Linked DNA regions of Sus scrofa: region 1 is linked to region 2. A link is a contact called in public Hi-C data. All regions are on one chromosome and are shown on one strand. Each heading gives the region's core, a stretch centred on a gene start, on an enhancer-like site or on the middle of the called end of the contact. The rest is flanking DNA. Distances are from core to core; before and after follow the strand shown. Region 1 overlaps MTHFD1L (monofunctional C1-tetrahydrofolate synthase, mitochondrial). Region 2 overlaps AKAP12 (A-kinase anchor protein 12).

Region 1 (5,860 bases), core at 877-3,376, 250 kb after region 2:
TCTGCGACCTACACCACAGCTCACGGCAACACCAGATCCTTAACCCACTGAGCAAGGCCAGGGATCGAACCTGCAACATCATGGTTCCCAGTCAGACTTCCGCTGCGCCATGACAGGAACTCCCAAAGTCGGTTTTAACATTTAAACCCCAGTTTATTCATTCTGGGCAATGTAAGACTTTGCCATTTTGAGACGTGTGGAATGATGGAAAGAACAACAGACATAAAACAGAAAGAAGCACAGCTAAGTTTTCTCACTTATGTAACAGTAGGGGCCTCAGTTTTCTCATTTATATGACAGAGTCGAACTGGAGGGTCTCCCGCATTTGGTTGGGAGAAATCCCAGGCTCGGCTTCCTCTTTGGGTGATGCTGGTCTTCTCATTTGCAGTGTTAGTGACTCCAGAACCTTGCATTTATAGCACAGACTTCATTATTGAACGAATCCTAGACCCAATGTTCAGCTGCCCTGTGGACGTCTTCACTTGAACTTAACAACAGATGCTTCAGACTCAGCGTGCTCAAAATGCAATTCATCACTGTGCACTGCAGGCCTGACAATGCTACCCTTGGACCTAATGGCAAGGTTGGTGTCCGAGAACTTGGATGTCAGAACCCAGTCCCCGTGGGAGTCTGGAATTTGGTAAGCGCCAGGCAGAGGATACCTATGTTCCTCTGGGCTTCACCCCATGTGGCTGTTCTCTTGGCTGATTTTTTTCTTTCTTTCTTTTTAGGGTTGCACCTGCAGGATATGGAAGTTCCAGGCTATGGGTTGAATCAGAGCTACAGGTGTTGGCCTATGTCACAGCTTGTGGCAACGCCAGAGCCTTAACCCACTGAGTAAGGCCAGGGAGCAAACCCACATCCTCATGGACACTATGTCGGGGTCTTAACCCCCTGAGCCGCCCGCAATGGGAGCGCCTCTCTTGGCTGATTTTGCATTGTATTCTTTTGCTGTCATAAATTGTAACTGTGAGTATGACTATGCTGGGTCTGAGTCCTCTAGTGAATCACTGAACCTGGGGGTGCTTTGAGTTTCCCCAACACAAGATTGGCCTCCTAAAACTGGCTTTACCTCCTTTCCTGCTTAGCTAAGTAAAAGATAACCCAACCCACCAGGGGAGCAAGCCAGATATTTGAGTCATTCTCTCCTCCCCTCTTCCGCTCACTGAGTCCAGCTTACTCTACCCCCTAATTGCTCTGGGACCCCTGCCCTCCTCTACCTCCACCTCCTAACTAGGTACCCAAGCCTCTAGTCTCCCCTCTCTCCACCCACTCTCCAGAGCGCTGCATGACTGACAGCTCTGGTCTATAACACAATTATGACATTGCTCTGTTTAAAGTCCACAGGTCCTGAAGGGAGTTCCTGCTGTGGTTCAGCAGTAACAAACCCGACTAGCATCTATGAGGACGTGGGTTCAGTGGGTTAAGTATCTGGCGTTGCCGTGAGCTGTGGTCTAGGTTGCAGATGAGGCTCGGATCTGGCGTTGCTGTGGCTCTGGTGTAGGCTGGCAGCTGCTGCTCGGATTCGACCCCTAGTCTGGGAGCTTCCATATGCTGCAGGTGTGGCGCTAAAAAGCAAGTAAGTTCATAAATATCCACGGGTCCTGCAGAATGAAGTTCTGATTCCTCAAAGCCTCAAGTGACCTGGGCCTTGCCTTCCTGGCCGATATCACTGCTCACACTCCCTCCAAACCTCCTGCTGCCTGCACTCACGCACGGTCCCCTTATGACCAGGTTTCGGCAATGTCCCCTCTCACCCTGATGCTTTATATGCTGCTTTCTGCGCTGCATCACCTGGCTAACCATCTCACCCTTCACCACCAGGCTGAGCCCCGCCCCCCACCACACCCAGCCTGAGCTCCCCACCCCTGCTGGCTCCCAGTGCCATCTGCTGCCGTAGGCTCTGGGGCACCTCTGTGTGTCCCCTGTGTCTCAGAGGGAAAAGAGCCCTTTTAGGTGTTCATGTATTTAACTGTTGTGCCTCACTAGCCTGCAAACTCCTTGAGGGTAAGGTCCAGGCTTCTGCTGCTGCTTTGTTTGTTTTTTCTCATGGCTTAGTGCATAGCATGTTTCAATACTGAATGAGTGAATCAGAAAGAAGGCATGCATGTGGTTGCACAGTGATGCATTTATTACGGCAGAATGGCCAGATGACTCATTGCCGAGCGCCTGAGTATCTGAGGTGCATCTCAAGGAGGAGGATTCGTCACTTCCAAGCAGAGAACGCCCCCCTGTGCTCCCTTTTCTCAGACCCACTGGTCCTTCTACCTTCTGTCCACACCCCACCCTGGAGCAGTGCATTCGATTTTCTACTGGGGAAATATCAACGGAAGTATCTGCAGCAGATTTTTTCTGAACTGCTTCCCACAAATTCAGTGCTGTTTATCTTAGAGATGTCCTCTTGCTGACCTTGGCCTGCCTTGCCCTCCGCTTAAATCTTCATGTCCTTCTCCCAGTCCCCACTGTTCCCTTCCTACAATACATGAAGGATTTGAGTCCGGAATCAAGCAAAGCCAAAATCCATTGGAAAGAGTGACTTCCTCGTAAATGAAATGGATGACTCTCCAGGGCCTTACGTAACACCGAGGACAAGCCCTTCCTGGCCATCTCCTGGCTGATCTACATACAGGCTCGCAGGACAGAGCGCACAGCTCGCCTCCAGGCTGAGTGCTTTCTTTTTGCTTTTTAGGGCCGACCCCGCGGCATATGGAGCTTCCCAGGCTAGGGGTTGAATCAGAGCTACAGCTGCCAGCCTACCCCACAGCCACGGCAATGTGGGATCCCAGCCCTATCTTCGACCTACACCACAACTCACGGCAATGCCGGATCCTTAATCCACTGAGCGAGGCCAGGGATCAAATCTGCGTCCTCACGATACTAGTTGGGTTCCTTACCATTGAGCCACAGTGGGAACTCCCCAGACTGAGTGTTTTAAATGCTGGGTTGGGTATATTTGAGAAACTGCTCTGGGAAATGCCAGTCTCATGGTGAGTACGGATACCTGCTACCTCGATCAGATTTCGGGAATAAACATTATTTAATAAAATGGAAAGAGAAGGCCCTGAATACTTAAGGACGTACCTGAGAGCTTTCACAACATATGTATCACTTAGGAGTTGTCTTGCTCACAATGTATAAAACATTCTCAAGTTTTATACTCTGATGTTATAAAAACCCCAACAAACAGCCAGTTTAGAACTCTGGCAGCTCAGAGCTGTTGGATAGGCTGGCAGGGGACCAGAGGCCATCATCCCGTCAAAGAGGAGAAGGGACTTCAGGTGCAGATGTGGCAATAATGCCTTATTCAGGGTGCTCACCACTGCACTGTCCTGCCCTTCATCTTGAAGCTGTCTCACTTTTGGTGAAAAAGGAAAAAAAAAAAAGAAATTCCTAGTTCTTGCTGTGGCTCAATGGAATCGGTGTCTTGGGCGCGCTGGGTTGCAGGTTTGACCCTGGCCTGGCACAGTGGGTTAAGGATCCAGTGCTGTGGCATCTGTGGCTTAGGCCCAAACTAAGGCTCGGATCAGATCCCTGGCCTGGGAACTGCATAGGCCGAGGGGTGCCCCCTCCCCCCCCAAAAGAAATTCCATCAGAAGTTTTGAGAAATGCATAATATTGGTCAAGTGTTATAAGTTAAAACAGTGAAAACGAGTCGTGGTGCACACCTGCAGATGGCCCTCTGTCCAACTCACTTGGCTGAGCCACACTGAGCCACACTGATGCGGGCAGGAGTCCTTGGAAAGGAAGTGACCCAGGCGTTGCTGCCGGCAAGGGGTCGGGGGTGTGCATGAGTCATGGCTCTCCCTTCTGGTGGGAGGGGACAAATTACATGTACCCCCCCCCCAAACCATCCTTTTCATGATACAGCTCTATCTTGCGGGTTCAGTGGGCATCTGCAGGCTAATTACCATCTACCTCCCTGAGAAATCTGCAAGCGTGTAATGGGATTACGATTCTTGCTGGTTGTCAACCCAGAGGTCACTGTTAAAAGCAGGTAAATGGCACATTTCTGCAAAGAGTGCCAACAAGCTTTCTGTGAGCTCAGAAATGAAGCTTCCACCACCAGGACAAAGGCCAAAAATGGATGTGACAGACCCCGACAAGTGGTGCCCCCAAACTTTCTGCTCTTTTAGGAATCCCAACACAACCCTGACCCTCTCAGAGTGTCTAGCTGCACTAGATACATATCTTTCTTGGCCCTTTGTGACGCTATGTATATTTCATTAAAACGTCAATGTGGTACATCAGCTTAACCTCTTCCCGGGGACGGAAATGAAGCAAGAAAAGAAGAAATTAAAACTGTCAATCTAAAAGCCACGGGCTGTCCCTGAATGAAAATAAGGATTTTGCCTGCCACTTTGCTCAAAGGTTAAGACTATTGCATGCGGTGTTTAAATTGAGAAACCTAAGGTAGGAATACATTTGTGTGTGTGTGAAAGTCTAGATCTCTTTGGTCTTGAAGCATTCCGGATGGCATATTTATTGATTTATTTACTTATTCACTACTTATTTTTTCTTCCACACCTGTGGCATGTGGAAGTTCCTGGGCTAGGGGCTGAATGGGAACTGTAGCTGCCGGCCTACGCCACAGCCACAGCCACAGTAGTGCAGGATCCAAGCCTCGGGAGCGACCTACCCACAGCTCACGGCAACACCAGATCCTTTAACCCACTGAATGAGGCCAGGGATAAAAACTAGCCTCTTCATGGATACTAGTTGAGTTCTTAACCTGCTGGGCCACAATGGGAACTCCTAGCATCTTTATTTTTATATTTTGCCCCCCAATCTTCTGTATACCTCTTTCTGTAGGTAAAGGTGGTCGGCAAACAATTTAAGGAGGCTTACTTCATAACAAAGTTTAAGAGTTAGAAGGACAGACATCAGGACTGTGGAAACTCTACACCAAACAAATGTCAAGAACCAGGCAGCAAGTAGGTCTGTGGTCCAGGCATCCTACAATGATGAGAGCTGAGTTGTTTATTAGTTTTAGAGCATCTTGACAACCAAAGCAGAAGAGGATAAGGAAAGCAGCATAGAAAACAAGGTAAACAATCTCAAAACATCAGGGTCTCGTAATATCAGGAGACATTCATTCAATAACTTGAACCTACTGTGTGCCAAGTGCTGCGCCTGGCATTTTGACTCAAAGTTCAGGGTTATAATTTCCAGGGATGGCAGGGATTGAATCTACTCTGTGATGCTGACCGAAGGGGTTCCTGGCCTTGGCAGATCATTCACTTGACCGGTAGGGTTGACCATACTTTTGCGCGATAGAGGAACCAGATCAAGTCTTTCACCTACGGAGATGAACAACTGGCAGCGGCATGTGTGTATATCTGTATGTGTATATACGACTGGGTCACTTTGCTGTACAGCAGAAATTGTCACAACATGGTAAATCAACTATACTTTAAAAAAAAATAAACCTAGGAAGATATTTCTTCCATGAAACAAAGACAGCAAACTTGAAACAAACAAACAGCCAACCAACCCAGTCCAAAGAAAAAGAGGCTGATAGAAAACAACTCTGGGCCTCCTTCAAACACATTAACTGATGGGTGACAGAGACAGCAAGATCCAGACCCCAAAAAAGGTGGCTAATGTTATTTTGAGTTAGAAAATACCAAAGCAAGAGTTTCAACACCCCAAAACCACAGAAAAATCTCGGCAGGTCGCAATGAAAAATTTACCTTTTAAGCAATAGAGTTTTCTGCTAACCAAGCAAAAAAATTATCCTAAGTTTATCCTAAGTTACTAAAATTTTAAAAGCAATAATGGCATTAATGGCTCTCAAGCAATAAGGTTTGGGATACCATCTGCTCACAGGATGGGATGAGGTTTAGAGTAGATCATTTGAAGT
Region 2 (6,142 bases), core at 2,895-5,394:
TTTTTAAGACAAATGAAAAGTCTCCGTAAAGAAAAAGTATGGAGAGTGAAACAGAGAAGAAAAGCAACAGCTGGCAGTACATACTTTCTGTCACTGTAATTTCATTTTTAAAAGCAAACTATCCTCAGTTACGATATTACAGGAAAACTTTTATCTTTAACAGGAATAATCTGAGTTGCTGAATATATTAAACAGCTTAACAAGCCCTTTCCAGGCTAAAACAAAACAAAACAAACAAAAAAAAAACACTACAGAATATTAATGAAATCAAATACATGCGAGAACAAATGAATAGTTATATCTTTCGTGATGTCAAAAGAACCAAAACTTGGACATTTCATGGATAGAAATCCTACTTTGGCAGAGACCTGTCAAAGCTTTTTCCACGTAGAAGTTATCTACTAAACTATGTTATCTGCAGATAAATGTCCAGTTAATCCCAATTTATAATATCAATCATAAGAGATCTGTCATGTGTATGGGCGAATATACATTTTCCTTGTGAAAATACAGTCCCCCACCTCCCCACTCTCCAAGGATCCATGATCCCAAAAGGTTCAAGGTCCTGTCCTGGATCCTGCTCCCCATGCAGACAGCCTGCCCGCAAGCTCCACAAAACTCAACAACCACTTGTGGGTCCAAAAGCTGCAAGATCGGCTTTCTTTTCTCACTCTTCCAAATACTTCGAGATTACACGATAATAGCATGATTTGTTTTCTTTTCCTTTAGAGGTTTAAAAGAAAAAAGAAAACTTTTAAGGAATATGATAGATTACAAAATGTTAATGTTTTTATCCAAACGTAGCTGGGTCTGCCAGAGAAACAGTACAATGTTGCAAACAGCTATGACACTGATTTTTTTTCAGCGTAGTATAACCAGGGCTCTCCAATCCCCACACACATCAGGACGGCTTGCTGTGACATCTGGAACTGGTTAACTTTCCCCCACGATTTGCAGAACTGTCCTGGAATTTTTCCAGGAATTCTCCACATTCTAAATCCATCCGTTATATGCTACACACCCAACCCACGCTCCTTGTTCCAAGGCTCATCACCCAGGACACCTCCAAAGAGAGATGTGTAACTGGGGCTAAAACCCAGAGAAGCAAAACCCTGTACAGGAGCCCGAGGTGAGGGGCAGCATCGGCCCCGGCCTTGACCTGAACATCCTAGCACACACGTGGGCCCCACAGACCCAACATCAGCATCTTCCGTGTGAGAAAGAGGTCCTTTACGAGCCACCCTGCAGTTGTGAAAACACCGAGAGCAATGGCGTTTTCCTGATCAAAAGGAGGTTAAACCATCACTTTTGGCAGGATGATTGTGGAGAATAATGATACCAACCACTCAGAGCGGGCATTCAGCATGTGGCAGTACCTGGGCCAGAGCTGTGAGGGTGTCCATTTCACGTCGCACATGTCCCCTGACAACCAGTCTGCAGCCTTGGGGGTGGGTATTTTTTTCCATCTTGTACAATGAGATGCGTAAGTGCGCTGCCAATAATCTAGAACTTGCGTGAATGTTGGAGGATTCTTCTGTCCCCGTGTACTTGGGAGACAAAGAATACTGTTGCCCATTCCTCACGTTACTCTGCATTTAGTCTTAATAATACGTATGAGTTAGGGGGGAAAAAGGGAAGGTATTTTCCTAATTCAAAAAGGTTTTTGTGTCGTTGGTGCTGGCACACTGTGGGGAAGGGGACACCTCTTTCATCATCACGGCGTCCAATGACTTACTTTCTAGTTGGAAGATGGAGTTACTGCTAACGGGACGTGAGGGAAAGACTTCAGGAAAGGCGACAATATGTCATGTGAATAGAATCCATCACACGGGAAGGTCTGCTGTATTCGTTGCAGGGGGTGGTGGCTGCACGGGCTCTGGGGAGGGGAGAGTGATGGCCACTATTAAGTGACAGCTTTCCCCTGCTTTAAGAAAGGAAAATCCTTCCTTGAGGAGGTCTACAAAAATGTCGTCAATCCCATTCCCTGCCTATGAATTGGGAAACTGAAACACACTCCTCACATAAGGCGGTCCTGCCAAAGCAGCCAGGAGCAACTTTCCCCTCTACTATTTATTTATTCATTTGTCTGTTTAGGCCATGCTGTCGAAGGTTCAGGGCCAGGGATCGAACTCTTGCCACAGCCGTGACCTAAGCTGCAGCACGGATGACACCAGGTCCTTAGCCACTGTGCCACCAGGGAACTCCCCTCCTACATTATTTAAACAGGCAATCCCGAGGCACAAGAAACCTTGGATACTCAATTAATCTTTAACGCCAATGTTAAAAGCCTTTATTGCTTTTCAAGATTCTGACCAACTCTTTAAAGACTATTGATTATAAATCTTCCTGATCAGAATCACTTGTGGAGGGGAAAAAAATTGACCGTGGAAACTCCTTTTTCATATTTACCTCTTCCATTGCGAAATGTTTACTTGCTATTAAGTTTCTGAGTGTAAGATTTCTGAAGATAATATGAGAAAAAGAAGGTTTATGGATGTATGGCTGGATCACTCTGCTGTACAGCAGAAGTTGACTCAACACTGTACATCCAGTATACTTTAAAAAGTTAAAAAAAAAATATTTTCTGCACACTTTCTTTTCACCAGGAAAATGTACCACATTTTGCTTCATTCTTCATATCAACATTGTAATAAAAATAAAACTGAGAAAGCAATCGATCTCATTACTTAACGTTGCCTTAAACAGCCGACAGCTCTTCCAACTGTTTCTGTTCCTTTATCAGCCCATTAGGATTATAGGAACCAATTTTTTCAAGCCTCCTCAAGTATTCCACGTTTGTTAACTCTTAAATTTCTGCTTAAAAGGACCACCCTCCCTTCCCATAAGAAACATGGCATATGATGAACTCATCAAAGAGCAGATATAATAAAGATTACACTGGACACAAAAAGCGCCCAGAAATAAAGTCATGCATGGTCATAGAGGCCCCACTCCCCAGCTGTAACACCCCCAAACCACACCCCCAGGCAGCCTCAGTCAGGGTTGGGCACTTCTTTATCTCACTCCTAGAAAAATGAATGATCTGAAAAAAAAATGAAAAATTTGGGGGTTTTAATTTTTAAATTTTGCGTAGTCTCATCATAGTTTCTAGGCTCCGTGTAAATTTTCACCTCAGGCAAAAGGTAGAAAGGCCAGTCCAGGAAACTTGGGGAAGGAATTTTAAGACAATCTCAAAGTAAACAAGCTAATCTATAGGAAGTGAGAGGTATTTTTAGTTTTGCTCAACTTTCACATTCATTAAAAATTCCAGAGGCGGATGAGGCTTTGCAGAAGCGATTAGATTGAGAACAATTTTAAGTCCAAGAAATTCTATATTGCACTTTGAAGAAAACACGTGTTTATTTGGAGAACAGCAATCTCAGATATTTAGAGAAGAGTTGGTCTAATAAAAATCTAAATTAGCAAATGAAGCTTAAATTTGATGGGGGGAAAAGGCAGAGAGGAGGAGAAAGCAGGCAGGTTCCTAAGATTTCCAGCTACAGTACAATTGCATGAAAAGATCAAATGACAAGCGGGAGGAGCTGAGAACTTTCCACAAGTTTGCTATCTGTAACTTACTAGCTAGAGGTAGGTATTAAACCTTATCACTTACACTCAGCCAGATTACTAGAAAGCAAGCTGAAGACCTTACTATTCACTGCCTGACCGCTGCTGACCTTAGTTACTGATTTTACAGTAACGATGGCTTCATAAAAACTACCGCTTAACACTTGAGTCCCCTAAATCGCCAAGTGTTCCTTCGTTGAAAGTTCCTAAGAAGCAGGTCAACAGCAGAATTTACCTCTTTTTTTTTTTTTTTTTTTTTTTAATCACCACAGCAAGCGATTTAGGTCTTCACAACCTATTTTCAAATTCAGTCCAATCTAACATGTGTCTCCTGGGCCGGCGCGGCTGCTTTCCTCTGCCCGGGGCAGGGGTGCGACCCTTCACAAAATGCATTCCAGGTCTCCCCTGGGCAAAGTCAGGAAGATTCCAGCACAGGCCAAGAGAAAACCAAAGAGAGAATGCTCTTCTGAGCCAAAAGGCAGCCCCGGGGGGAGAAAGAGATGCCCCATCCGGATGTCCAGCCGCCGCCCCGCAGCCTCTCCCAGCCCAAAGCAGGTGACTCCACCTGCCGTGGAGGGAGAACACTACAGACCTGGCTCCCGCCTTACCTGTGATGGTGACGATCCCCAGCATCCTGGACCGGCACCTCCCAGGCGGGAGCGACCGGGCCTCGCCCCCTCTGGCGCTTGGCTGAAGCCCAAGGGGGTCTTGCTAACCCGCTGCGGTCTCGCCGGGATCCGAAAGAACGAACCGCCCAGCCACCCCAGGAGGATCAGCAAGAACCAGAGTTGCCTTCGCAGCAGCAGCAAGAAGCGGACGGAGGATGCCTTTCCCCAGCTAATTATAGGAGGACCCACCCATCCACCCACCCATCCGGGCTGGGGGCCGGGGGCCGGGGCCGGGGCCGGGGGCCGGGGCCGGGGCCGGGGCTGGCCCGCCCTCCCGCGCTCCGGGACTTGGCACCGCGCTCGCGCGTCATGTGTTTCGTTTTAAAGGAGGGGAGCCCTCCCTGTGGCGGGTCTCTGTTACTGGTCAGTAAGGCTCTGCAGCGAGACCCAGGGAGGGTCTTTAAAAAGTTGCTGGGATGAATAAGACCAGAGTCAGCAGCATTTTATCTAAAGCGTTACTTCATTCCTGGCACCGAGTTACTTCTATATCTCAGCTTTTACTATTACTTAAAGGAAATAAACCGCACAGATATTAAAGTCTGTCATTAAAAAAAAAAAATACTGTTCTGTATCCTCGTGTTTGTTTAAAGGCTGATGAGGTGCAAAAATGCTCTTCCCTTTTTAGCACCTATAGTATTTTCACCATCTGCTACACACACACACACACACACACACACACACACACACAACTACACTGATCTGGGGGTTGGCAAGCCTCAGCTGTCCACTTTCCTGAACTTTTTGAGAAGGGCTGTTACAAGGCGAACTTTGTGTCTTCAGCACTTGATCAAGGCAGCAGCTATTTTTTGGGGGGGGGCCCTACCTGGGCATGTGGAAGTTTCTGGGCCAGGGATCTGACCCAAGCCACAGCAGTGACAACCGCAGAGCCACAAGGGAACTCCCAAGTTAACTTTTAAACAACTCAAATACTTGAGCATAATGTCCTTTTTAAAATTTTTTTAATGGTGTAATGTTAGCTAAACTTTTTTCCCCCTTTATTTTTGGCCGCCCTGCAGCATATGGAGTTCCTGGGCCAGGGATCAGATCCCCGTGCTGCAGCTGCAGCAACACTGAATCCTTTAACCCACTGTGTGGGCTAGGGATCGAACAGCCGATCGGGTTGTGCCACAGCAGGAGCTCCAAGCTAAACTTTTAGATCACACTATGCCATGTTCCAATGTAGAGACACAACTGACTCTCTAATATGTAAGCCACACACCATGAAAATCAGTCAGAACCAAAGTTCAAAATTCAGAATTTTTCAGGCAGCTCTAAATTCTTAAACACAGGATAAGTAAGTACTAAATTGGGGGCTCTTACAATTTTGACACAGTTTCACGTATCAATTTTCTATTAGCCAAGGCCATTTAGGCCCCCTACGTTTGTTTCTTTTTTTTTCATCCTTTTCCCCTTTATCACTTCATGCCTTGCCTGTCTGACCCCATTAACCAGGCTCTCCCTATAAGTAAACAAAAGAAAGATTTTACTATTGCTTTTTTCTTTAGACCATGAAGATCTTGTTCATTATTGCTCGGGAGAAGGGAGGAAGGAGGGGAGTTTGGGGTGGACCAGGGTGGACACAGGAAAAAGAAGGAAGAGGGGGGTAAGAATTTTCCAAAAAACGCTGAGCACAGCCTGGGCGGGGCGGGGCGGAGAGAATGGCACGTAGTTACTCCATATAACCACCAGGGGGCGGAACGCACCCTATCCGGCCTACCCTGAGCAAGGTTAACTGGCATCTTGCCAGCAATTAGATCTTGTTACAAAAATCAGCTTCAGCCTGTCCATACATAGATTTTCCCTCTGACCTTCCCACCAGCACCCAGCCTGGTCACACGTCCACGTGGGAACAGAGAGTGATGTGCTTTGTCGTGATGCCTGGGAGCCGATTCCCAGAGAGCCACTTA

What was found. A called contact is a pair of places that touch in the nucleus more often than the background predicts.
Region 1: a contact with region 2 is called in a Hi-C map of skeletal muscle, with 5 times the contacts expected there. The contact joins two enhancer-like sites. A contact is called at or near these places in 7 of 47 Hi-C or Micro-C datasets (embryonic fibroblasts, heart right ventricle, liver and 1 more) and 1 of 2 datasets of contacts at active chromatin or transcription factors (skeletal muscle).

The regions. Positions count from the first base shown.
Region 1 is chr1:15,174,940-15,180,799 of Sscrofa11.1, forward strand. The region is part of intron 27 of MTHFD1L (monofunctional C1-tetrahydrofolate synthase, mitochondrial); the gene reads right to left. Among named protein-coding and RNA genes, the nearest start is that of MTHFD1L, 150 kb to the right of the region's middle. Within about 2 kb of position 2,127, at least 28 of the 83 cell types and tissues checked have an H3K27ac peak or open chromatin away from gene starts, as enhancers often do. A contact at or near this core is called in liver and skeletal muscle, where this site is marked.
Region 2 is chr1:14,925,912-14,932,053 of Sscrofa11.1, forward strand. The region is part of intron 2 of AKAP12 (A-kinase anchor protein 12); the gene reads right to left. Among named protein-coding and RNA genes, the nearest start is that of ZBTB2, 70 kb to the left of the region's middle. Within about 2 kb of position 4,145, at least 41 of the 83 cell types and tissues checked have an H3K27ac peak or open chromatin away from gene starts, as enhancers often do. A contact at or near this core is called in liver and skeletal muscle, where this site is marked.